2 separate regions of the Sus scrofa genome follow, and region 1 is linked to region 2. The links are chromatin contacts, called in public HiChIP or PLAC-seq maps. All regions are on one chromosome and are shown on one strand. Each heading gives the region's core, a stretch centred on a gene start, on an enhancer-like site or on the middle of the called end of the contact. The rest is flanking DNA. Distances are from core to core; before and after follow the strand shown.

The links. HiChIP or PLAC-seq counts read pairs in DNA pulled down with a chosen protein or histone mark.
Region 1: a contact with region 2 is called in an H3K27ac HiChIP or PLAC-seq map of alveolar macrophages. The contact joins two enhancer-like sites. A contact is called at or near these places in 1 of 5 promoter capture datasets (liver), 1 of 47 Hi-C or Micro-C datasets (embryonic fibroblasts) and 1 of 2 datasets of contacts at active chromatin or transcription factors (alveolar macrophages).

Annotation. Positions count from the first base shown.
Region 1 is chr11:8,874,890-8,880,633 of Sscrofa11.1, reverse strand. The region is part of intron 2 of N4BP2L1 (NEDD4-binding protein 2-like 1); the gene reads left to right. Among named protein-coding and RNA genes, the nearest start is that of N4BP2L1, 12 kb to the left of the region's middle. Within about 2 kb of position 1,858, at least 1 of the 83 cell types and tissues checked has an H3K27ac peak or open chromatin away from gene starts, as enhancers often do. A contact at or near this core is called in alveolar macrophages, where this site is marked.
Region 2 is chr11:8,501,807-8,507,659 of Sscrofa11.1, reverse strand. No RefSeq gene overlaps it. Among named protein-coding and RNA genes, the nearest start is that of FRY, 14 kb to the left of the region's middle. Within about 2 kb of position 3,184, at least 11 of the 83 cell types and tissues checked have an H3K27ac peak or open chromatin away from gene starts, as enhancers often do. A contact at or near this core is called in alveolar macrophages, where this site is marked.

The sequences.
Region 1 (5,744 bases), core at 609-3,108, 370 kb before region 2:
CAGTCTTTATCCTTTTGTGTCTGGCTTATTTCACTTTAATGTTTTCAGGGTTCATCCATGTTGTGGCATGTGTCAGAACCTTATTAATTTGTGTGTTAATCCCATCTTTCTAATTTATCCATGTAAGGGCTACTGAATCCCTTACATGGATATACCACTAAATTGTCTTTTTGAAATGAAATGGCAATAGTAGAGGGTAGTCTTTCTTCCTTCTCTTCTTCACTCCCTCTCTCCCTTTATTTTCTTTCTTCCTTCCTCCCCCTTCCTTTCTTCCTTCCCCCTCCCTCTCTCTTTCTTTCTTTCTTTTTCTCCCTCTCTCTCTCTTTCCCTTCCTTCCTTCCTTTCTTTCCCTTATTTGCAGAATTAAAAATTGTCCACCTTAAGACAGTCCCTGAAATTTTTAAAAAATCTTTACATTTCAATGAAAGCAAAGTCTGGGGACGATGCTCTAGGGCACATGGCATCCTTTGCAATGTGCTAGTTCATTTTGGCACCATCAACAAAGGTCTGTAACAAGGATTTATTAGGCTCAAAGGATGCTCAGTGACAGCTGTCTTTTTCCTCATTTATGTCTCTGGATGATGTGGAAGTTTCCATCAAGAGGAATACCTTTTCATTTCTTGGCCCTAGAGTTTTCCAAGGATGTGAAAGATGCTTTCCTGATGTGATGCAGTGATAGGACAGCAATGGGGACAAAGGTATACTTTACAACCAAGCAGAATGAAATACGGGAAGCAGCGAGAAGAGGGGATCAGTTAGGTTAGCTAAGTATGAGTAATTGGATCTCAGAGCATACTCGTTCCACCGTGCTGTGAGCCAGCAGGCCTGGACCATGGTGTTTTAAATTATGAGGCCAGGGTTCTCAGAAATAAAAGCAAGGTCAATATAGAAAGTTTGCAGCATTCCAAGTTTGTGTATATGAAATTAGAGTATCAGGCAGGTGATGTCTCAGATTCTTAGTCACTTAGGTCTACTTGGAGAAGCTACTAACTTTTTATATTTTTAGTGATTTTCCTCAGGTAGGTCCTGAACCTCCTTTCCCCATCTCTCAGAGTCCTTGCAGTGCCTGTCTCTGGAGGTTGAGATAAATGAGGACTCGACATGCCACGTTATGTTCACAGTGTAAGAAGACACGGTGCAGTGTATGTTGCAGTCACTTCCTAGAAAAGTAGCACAAGAGAATCAGCATCCCCGTGCTCCTGGAGCTGTGGGAATAGTGGAAGAAGGCCCTGCTGAATTTTCAGGGGCAGTGTTATGTCATGGGTGTGGTTATGATTAGAGAAGCAGTAGAAATAGAGGAGGAAATGAAAGAGCAAGAATGTTTTCATAAGAAAATCTCAGGAGATACACAGGAAGTTCCCTGAGACTTCTTCTAGCCCAAGCCCAAGACATTAAGTTCTAAGAAGTCATACATCTTGGTCAAGTCTCATAGGGACAAATTCTCCTTAGTTCTAGTCAGAGCTTTTTCTTCTGCACCAAAAGGAGAATAACTGCGCCAAAGACTGGGGGTGAGCTGGTGAAAGCATAAGGAGGTTGGTGTCCATCTGGTGGGTAATGAAAAACACACGTAAAGGCCCCATTATGAGCACTTAGTTTACCTGAATCTCCACTGTCAGTGTAAGGAAGCCACATGTTATTATTTGTCAATGTTGATAATGTTTCTTCTGATAATTATCAAGGATTAATTTTTCTTTATTAATGTGGAACCATTTAAGGCCATGGGAAGAGATGAGATTTAGATTTTTAAATAAGCATTCATGTTTATCCTGACTATGGTGTGCGAAGGGAGACAGTGTAGTCAACACTGAGCTCCCAGGGGTGTCTAAAGTCTCGTCCTCATCTGCTCACACGACAGGGCGTTTGTAACGTGACCCAGCTGCCTTAGTTCCTTTTTGGCGTTTCAGTGAATTCTTTTCAATGGTAGTGTTCTAGCCCTGTTCAGACTCTAGAGTAACCCAATTAGAGGTTACTTATTATCATTCCAAGTTATCTAAAGATAGCTAGGCTTTGTAAGATTGAGGAAATAGCATGATAGAGAAAAATTAGTCTCATGTCTGATTGTTCCTTCATAAGACTCTCAGTCGCGTTGCAGGCATGGCTTGAGCAGAAGGCTGTCTGTTTTGATCAAGGTAAGACCCTGGGAAAGGGGAGGGAAGTATGGAGACAGAAAAGAAAGCCCGCATTACTGAGTGTCCACTGTGTGCAGGCACTTTATATGTGCTTACTTAGGATTTTTACAATAATCCTGACATGGAGTGTTTGTTTGTTTGGTTTTTGTTTTTTAAGAATGAAATTTTTTTTTTTTTTTTTTTGCTATTTGCTTTTTAGGGCCACACCCACAACACATGGAGGTTCCCAGGTTAGAGGTCTAACCAAAGCTACAGCTGCCAGCCTGTGCCAGAGCCACAGCAACACCAGATCCAAGCCGCATCAGCGACCTAAACCACAGCTCATGGCAACGCCGGATCCTCAACCTGCTGCGTGAGGCCAGGATCAAACCCACAACCTCATGGTGCCTAGTCAGATTTGTTTCTGCCGCACCACGATGGGAACTCCTGAGATGGTTTTTTATTTTGACCTGCAGCTCTCTTAAATTCAGAGATGTGATCACACAGCAAAAGGCAAACTATAAAATCCTCTTTCAGTGGAGGTGCTAATTGTTTTTATGTTTTAGGTGAGAACGTTAAGATCAGAGAATCATGCATTTGATCCTGAGACTCGGAATTTCATTGTGCACAAAGTGGTCTTCTCTTACCAGGGATGTTCATGGATGAACACAGCTTCATCCACTTTCCACAGCTACTACGGAGTCCTGTTGAAGTGAGCTTGTATAACTGGGATATTTCAGTATTCCTTTTAAGGATATGATGAAGAACAGGGTCTGAGGGGCTTTCTCTGCCACTGAGAGTAGCAATTCTCCATCCTTTGCTTGTACTTTGACTTCCCTTCCTTGCATTAGTGCCACCTCATAGATACTTGTTTGTTTGTTATCTATGTATTTTATAAGAAAGTAAGCTTCATGAGTTGTGATGCAAGCACCCTGAGATCAGGAGCTTTATTCAGCCCCTAGAAGAAGGCCTGACACATAGTAGACCTGAGTATTTGATAGATTTGTTTTTTTGTTTTGCTTTGCTTTGCTTTTTTTTTTTTTTTTTTTTTTAGGGCCACACCTGCAGCATGTGGAAGTCCCCCTGGCTAGGGTTAGAATCAGAGCTTTAGCTTCCAGCCTACGCCATGACCACAGCCTCACACAAGGCATGATCCAAGCTATATCTGTGACCTACACCACAGCTCATGGAAATGCTGGATCCTTAACCCACTGAGAGAGGCCACAGGTTGAATCCGCATCCTCATGGATACTAGTCGGGTTCGTTACCACTGAACCCCAATAGATCTGTTAATGCCAGAAGTTTCTGAAGAGTTGGTAGCTCAGAATCAACATGCATCTTGACTAAACAACAAAACCAAAAAGGAGATTATTCACATAAAGAGAAATGTAAAACAGTGAATAAGCTGTGGAGAAGAGACAAGAAGGGGGAAAAAGAGGAATAGAGCCACTTAATCCAAATGCTCCAGAATTCTCTTCTCTTCAGTTCATAGGAAAACCATTTTTATGTTTTACATGCGAAAATGTTTGATGTGTCATCTCCTTCACCTGATAGTTACCCTAAAAAGGAATTTAAAAATAAGCATCAAAGAAAGCTTACCCATTTAAGCAGCAGTCAGAAAAGAGCTCAAAACGACAGTTTTCCTGTATGGCCACTGTTGTGTTGTCTGGGACTGATTGATGCCATTTTGGGAAAACATGGCGAAAAAGAAGTTGATGCTGAAGTGGGTGTGCTTCTGACTCCTCCTCCTCTTCTGAGCATGGCTGAATTGACCACCAGAAAAACATACACATCGGGGAAACCTGTGGCCTTGCTGGGATTCTCTGCAAGGGCTTGTTCACGTGCAAGATACTGAAAGGAATGTCTGCTAGATACTGTGCAGTGGGGCCACACTGGCACCCGAGGGCTAAAGGCGAGAGTGAACAGCGGGACAGCCTGAAAACCTTTCACTAGGAGTCCCCGTAGCTGCTGTGGCTTGGCAGTGTCTGTGGGGCTGGTGTTGGTTGACGTCCATCTCTCCAAGGATAGGGCTCAGCCTTGGCGTAGTTGGCAGCACCAAGAAGGTCCAGCCACACCAGGCCTCAGGGAGACTGCCCCAAGGTATTTATAGCCATGGCTTCCTCCCTGTTCTCCTCGGGTTGTTGGGTCACTGAGCCTCTTTCCTGCCTCGCAGCTTAAAGTCCTCAAGGAGACTTCTAATAACATCCAGGAAAAATCTTCTCTCCCATCCTCTTTAGGGATAAATCTGAGGTTTGGATAAAATCCTCAACCTATAAAGATGAGTAAATGGAAGATCCTCCTCACACAGTTCGGGATTCTACAAAAAGTTGCATAATCAAGGCAACAGAGTCTTACATTCAAGAACCATTCATACATTTACGGAATGTTTATTGATTACCTCTCGTGTACCTGACATTCTTCTAGATGTTTAGAATAGAGTGGTGAAAAAAAGTGATGAAAATCCCTGACTTCCTGGAACATATATTCTATCAGAGAGAAAATTAAAAAAAAAAAAGGAATGGAGAGAGACGTTCCCACGGTGGCTCAGGGGTTAACGAACCTGACTAGCATCCATGAGGACTCGGGTTCCATCCCTGGCCCTGCTCAGTGGGTTAAGGATCCTTCGTTGCCATGAGCTGTGGTGTAGGTTGCAGATGCGGCTCGGATCCCGAGTTGCTGTGGCTGTGGCGTAGGCCAGCTGCTATAGCTTGGATTGGACCCCTAGGCTGGGAACCTCTAAATGCCGTAGGTGTGGCCCTAAAAAAGACAAAAAGACAAAAAAAAAAAAAAAAAAAGGACAGGTGGAAAGAGGGAAATTTTAAATAACATCTGCTCTGCTCTGTTCTTTCAGAAAACACAAAGTTTTCTACAGCTATTAACTTGAGGTATGTACCGTCAGAGGCGTTCTGCATGAGTACAAGGAGGTTGGCACAGTGACGTTCATTGCAAGTTGTTCCTGATAGGAAAGTTTGCAGATAACCTCGACATCACTAGAGAAAAGGGTCAGTGAGGTTTGTTTAGTTTATAATGCCCAGTCACAGTGGTTTAGTGTGTAGCTCTGAGGCCAGGAGCCTGGGTTTTATTCAGCTGAACCACTCTAGTCTTGTGTTTTTACTTTCAGCTTTATTATGTAATTGACACACTGTGTGTAATTTAAGATGTACAGTGTGTTGATTTGATACACCTCCACCCTGCAAGGTGGTTACCGCTATAGTATTAGCCAGTACCACCATTATGGCACATTATTACCAATCCTTTTTGTGGTGAGGACATTTAAGACCTACTCTCTTGGCAGCTTTCACAGACATAACACAGTATTAACTATAGCTATGAGTTTGACTTGTGTAGATTCCACATATAAGTGAGGTCATTACAGGGTTTGTCTTTATTTCATTTATTTCACTTATCCTAATGCCTTGAAGTTTCGACCGTGTTGTTAAAAATGGCAGGATTTCCTTCTTTCTCACGTCTGAATAATATTCCATATTTCCCACATTTACACATCGACAGATGCATAGGTTGTTTTCATATCTCGGCTATTGTGAGTAATGCTTCAGTGAACATGGGAGTACAGATGCCTCTTCAACATCCTGTTTTCATTTTCTCTGGATATATTACCAGAAGTGGGATTACTGG
Region 2 (5,853 bases), core at 1,935-4,434:
GTGGTATATATACACAATGGAATACTACTCAGCCATAAAAAAAGAATGACATCATGCCCTTTGCAGCAACATGGATGGAACTAGAGACTCTCATCCTGAGTGAAATGAGCCAGAAAGACAAAGACAAATACCATATGATATCACTTAGAACTGGAATCTAATATCCAGCACAAATGAACATCTCCACAGAAAAGAAAATCATGGACTTGGAGAAGAGACTTGTGGCTGCCTGATGGGAGGGGGAAGGAGTGGGAGGGATCGGGAGCTTGGGCTTATCAGACACAACTTAGAATAGATTTACAAGGAGATCCTGCTGAATAGCATTGAGAACTTTGTCTAGATACTCATGTTGCAACAGAAGAAAGGGCGGGGGGAAAAATATAATTGTAATGTATACATGTAAGGATATCCTGACCCCCTTGCAGTACAGTGGGAAAATAAAAAATAAAAAATAAATAAAAATCAAATTATTTTCACTTGCGGTATTGTATATATGCATTCTTTTTTCTTAGGGCCACACCCACAGCATATGAAAGTTCCCATACTAGGGGTCAAATTGGATCTGCAGCTGCTGGCCTGCGCCAGAGCCACAGCAACCCAGGATCCGAGCCACATCTGCGACCTATACCACAGCTCAAGGCAACACCAGATCCCTAGCCCACTGAGCGAGGCCAGGGATAAAACTCACATCCTCATGAATACTAGTCAGATTTGCTTCCTCTGTGCCACAGTGGGAACTCCCTACATATGCATTCTTTAATAACATGAAATAACATCATCTAGAGACAGGCCTAATAATTATAATAATTTAAAATAAGATAATGAACCTAAACCATATTGAAAATCTACCTGAACCAACTGTCATGAGATGCTGCTATCTCTGATTTCACCTGGAAGTCAAGTTGCAAATCCTGCGAATACAGGACAGCATTTCAGATAGAGGTTAATGAGGTTGACGATACTGATAACTGAAGAATATACCATTTTTTAGTTCGAGGTTAATTTCAGTTAGAGGTTCATAAGCCTGTGTCATCCCCCCCCCATAAGCCCACAACCCCCTCCATTCTATGGAGGACCTGCTCCCATCAGTCCTTTGTCCCTTTCAATGGACGTTTCTCTACCCAAACATCCTTTCTCCCAAACACCATCCCTTGCAGGAGAGGTCGGTTTCGGGATTCTCTTCAACATGGTCATAAATTATTGACGTGCACGTGAGAAGCTCTTCATGTGTTCCTCTCAATTCTGCTTTTCTCTCTCTCCTGCCACGGGCTCTTTCTGTCCTCCCCGCTGCCCTCTTCAGTATCTTCCTCTACTATGAAGTTGTCAGGTGGTATATAAAGAATGGAACCCAACAAGAGATGGAAACAACAGTATCACCGGACTTTTCCTAGAAACCCTAGGGCCCACACGCACCGACATCCTTGTCACTGGACCACGGAGGACTGTGTCATCAGAATCCTCACACTGCCAAGGGCATGCGGCACCACTCCTGTTGGCGTGCGACCTAAACGGTCCATGTTTGAGACTACACCGTACAAAATGCCATCGTTGTGCGTTCAAATTAGCTCCCCCCCCAAACTTGTGTATCCATAAGCTTATGAAGGACAGCCTAAATTCTTTGAGTAAACAAGGGGAGAGGAGTTATGTTAGATTATTTACACTTAAAATAGGACTTTGATCTTAAGAGCTAATTTAATTTTTAAGATTTCGTTTGGCTCTGTGTTGTGGAACGCATTTGGTGGATCAAAACTAATAAAATAGAACAGGAAGGTTGCATCCGAGTATACTGTGCCGTATTAAGGCTGAGCGCTGTCTCATCAAACTTCTGTTTTATGTAAATATATAAACAGATACGATGTAGACATATATGTTACACAAATACATACATACGTGAATAATGTGTTGCAATGTAAAGTATTTTTCTCATTGTGCGTCAACAGTCAAAAAAAATGTGAAAATCCTATACCCTGCTGGTGAGACTGCAAATGGGCTCAGCTGCTGTGGAAACATTTAACAGATCCTCCAAAAGTTAAACACAGAATTACCAAATGACCCACTTTATGTATACACCCACAAAGAACTGAAAACAGGAACTCAAACAAAGGTATGTACATCCATGTTCATAGAAGCACTACTCCCAACAGCCAAAAGATGGCACAGCTCAAATGTCCATCAATGGTTGAAGGAATGAACAAATTATGGTCTATTCATACACTGGAATATTATCCAGCCATAAAAAGAACTGAAGTACAGAGACACGCTACATGGATAAGCCTATACTAAGAGAAGGAAGCCAGACATAAAGGTCCCATATTGTATGACTCTCTCTTTTTTTTTTGTCTTTTTGCTATTTCTTAGGCTGCTCCTGCGGCATATGGAGATTCCCAGGCTAGGGGTCTAATCGGAGCCGTAGCCACTGGCCTACACCAGAGCCACAGCAACGCGGGATCCGAGCCGCGTCTGCAACCTACACCACAGCTCACGGCAACGCCAGATCCTAACCCACTGAGCAAGGCCAAGGATCGAACCCACAACCTCATGGTTCCTAGTCGGATTCGTTAACCACTGCGCCACGATGGGAACTCCAGTATGACTCTCTTTTTAAGAAACATCAGAATATGTAAATCCATAAAAATACAAGATGCAGATCGGCTGTTGCCAGAGTGGGGAGATTTTACTCCCTTAATGGTTAAGGATTTTACTCTGGAGCAATGGGAATGTTTTGGAACTAGATGGAGGTGATGGTTGCACGCCATTGTGAATGTCACTTTAAAATGACTAACTTTATGTAATACTAACGTTGTTTCAAGAAATTATTTAAAGGGGGGGGGGGAATTGGAATGCCCTAGCTCCAAAAGGCTTGTTCTTGGGTCTATTTTTCTACTTGCATGGTGATCACTGGTGGTGCTGCTACATCGCCACCTAGTGGTGAAGGCGATGTCTGTCTGGAATTGAGGATACATTGCAGGGGGTTCAATGTTTGAAGCAAGTGAAGACCCAAGCCCTTAACTGAGGCCTCTACTTCACCAGTGCCCAGAGATGCACAGCGATAACCTTCAGCCCTCTTGAGCTTTAGACAGGGAAGAAGGACTCTTTCCAGTCCTGGCCCTGAAATAGTTCTCAAGAAGTCACTGAATCTGAGATTTGTCTGTGAACTGGGACCAGCACACCAGGTTTACTCTAAGGGTTCCTGGAGCATAGAGAATGCCCGTAGCAGGGAAAGGCTCACCAAGGGTGCGTTCCCTTCCCCAGCCTTCATCGTTGCTAAAGCTATTTGGGATGGACTTGTGAACCCCAACGAGATGAGCTGGACCTCTGAGGGGGCTCCCCTGCTTCAGATTGCCATTGCAAGAAAAATTAAGAGGCTGGCTGTCTGGAGCAAAGAGATGGATCTGGAGAGTATGAGTACAGGACCCAGAGCAAGAACTACACAAATGCGAAGCCCAGAGGTGAAAGCAGCAGGACCTGATCTAACAGGACAGGAAGAGGAAAGGCAAGATCTAGCAGACATTTGAGTCACTGCCACAAATGTTGGCTGGAAGTTCTTAATCATTGGGGGCGGGGGGCAAAATACACAAGGCAAAGTATTGGGGTATTTTTGCCAGTGGGTTTGCATGAAAGAGTCCACCTTCACAAAGTGTTCTATAAAACTGGAATGGAAGGCCACGGAACTGTGAGATGTAGTTACAAAAACCACCAGAAAAGACAGACACGCAATTGTGGGCTTTTCAAACAACAAGGCCGAAGGCTATCGGCAGCTCAAAGGGTCAAATAAGAACGTGGAGGAAGGAGGGTCGTGAAATGAATTCGAAACAAAACTGGGAAGAAAACTTACCAGGGCAAAAGGCACGTTTCCCATGGCAGAATATTCAAGATTTGTAAGGAAATGTCTCAAAGTGGTGTCATTTGGCTTCAGAAAACCACAGGAAATGAAAGCCAGACACTCTAAATACTCTTGAGAACGGGATGGGTGGATAGGGGATCGGCAGAAAAGAAAGTCCTGCCCGTGGGTTCGAGAGCCAGGGAAGCGGGGCTCCCCTTTCTGCAGCTGGCCTTTCTTGCTTCCTGCCGCCCCCTTCTCGGGGATGACTTTGCTCCTGTTTTTCTGCCACCAAATCCCCAAAGCCCCCGTCTCCTGTTAGATGGAGGAACTGCCTCTTCTGACCCCTTCTCGCCTTGCTGCTGGGCCCTCACTCCCCTGCTCTCTCAGCCTTTTTCTTTCTGTGAAGCCTTTCCCATTTTCTTCTTTTTTTCTTTTTCTTTTAGGAAGTTCCTAGGCTAGGGGGTCAAATGGGAGCTGCCGCTGCTGGCCTACGTCACAGACACAGCAACACGGGATCCTTCATCCACTGAGCGAGGCCAGGGATGGAACCCGCATCCTCATGGGTAGTAGTCAGGTTTATAACCTACTGAGCCACAGTGGGAGCTCCCTCCTGTCTTTATTCAAATGTTGAATGACTTTCCTCTAACAAGCAAACCACAGACAGTACAAAAACCCTCCTTTTGAGCCCACATTTCCTACCATTTTCTACCTTAGCATCGTTGCTCCCCGTCTCAGCCCAGCTGCCCTCACTCCTCTCCCCCCTCCGCCTCCTGCCTCCCCTTCGGCCAGTTCCAGGCTGTCTTCTGCCGCTCTCCCACTGAGGTGCCAGGAGCCTCCAAGGAGCCCATGGGCACTTCTCCGTCTTTTATTTATTTATTTATTTATTTATTTTGGTCTTTTTGCTATTTCTTGGGCCGCTCCCGCGGCATATGGAGGTTCCCAGGCTAGGGGTCGAATCGGAGCTGTAGCCACCGGCCTACACCAGAGCCACAGCAATGCGGGATCCGAGCCGCGTCTGCAACCTACACCACAGCTCACGGCAACGCTGGATCCTTAACCCACTGAGCAAGGGCAGGGACTGAACCCGCAACCTCATGGTTCGTAGTCAGATTCGTTAACCACTGCGCCACGACGGGAACTCCTCCGTCTTTTATTTAAATGGCATCTCAGCAGCATCTGCTGCCCTGACCCCCTCCCTCCTTCTCAAACTCTCCTGGTCTTGCAGGTTGGCCCCGCCTCATCTCCAGTCCTCCCCCGCCCCCCCGCCCCGATTCTCTGGCCACCTCGCCCTCCTCCCTTCAAGGTCTAAGCAGGGCTGGTCCACAGTGGCCTACATGCATCCTCTGTTCCTTTTGTCTGGCTAAATCCTGTCCATCCTCCCACTGGTCCAGGCATTACTTCTCCAGAGAAGCCTTCCCCTGACATCCGGGTCTCCACCCAGACCCACTGTTATGATTCCTCACCGCTACTTTTATTTTTTAAAAAATAGCCCTTATCACCATTCATAGTTGTGCATTTATTGGGTCACTTTCCAACACGCTTCCCTCCCTCTTTGGACTCTCGACTCCACGAGGGCAGATCCCACGTTCATCACCGGGGCCCCCCCCGTGAGCCCCGTCCACAGCTCGGAGGAGGCACTCGGTGGGTGATCACGGAAGGAACAGCTGTTGGGGTCAATGAATGGATGAGCCAATAGTCTCATCAATGGAGGGGCCCGAGCGTGTTGGTGATTTACCCCGGCTGCTCGGGGCCTTCCATCTGCTCCACGCGGAAGCTGTCCATCATTTTTGGGCTCCCAGATATGTTTGAACGAACTCTCATTTTGGCCAAGAAGAAGGGTCAGCTGGCAGCCCCAGGAGGCGAAAAGCCGAGGGCGAAGGAAGCTGGAAGCACAGTCCCCATTTTCTTGGTGGATTTCTTATTTCCCGCTACACTTTCCAAGCGCATCGGTTGTAGAGGGGGCTCCATCCTAGCTGTGTGTTGTAGCCCCGAAACTACAACACTTTGTGTGTAGAAGAGGCAGAGCACAG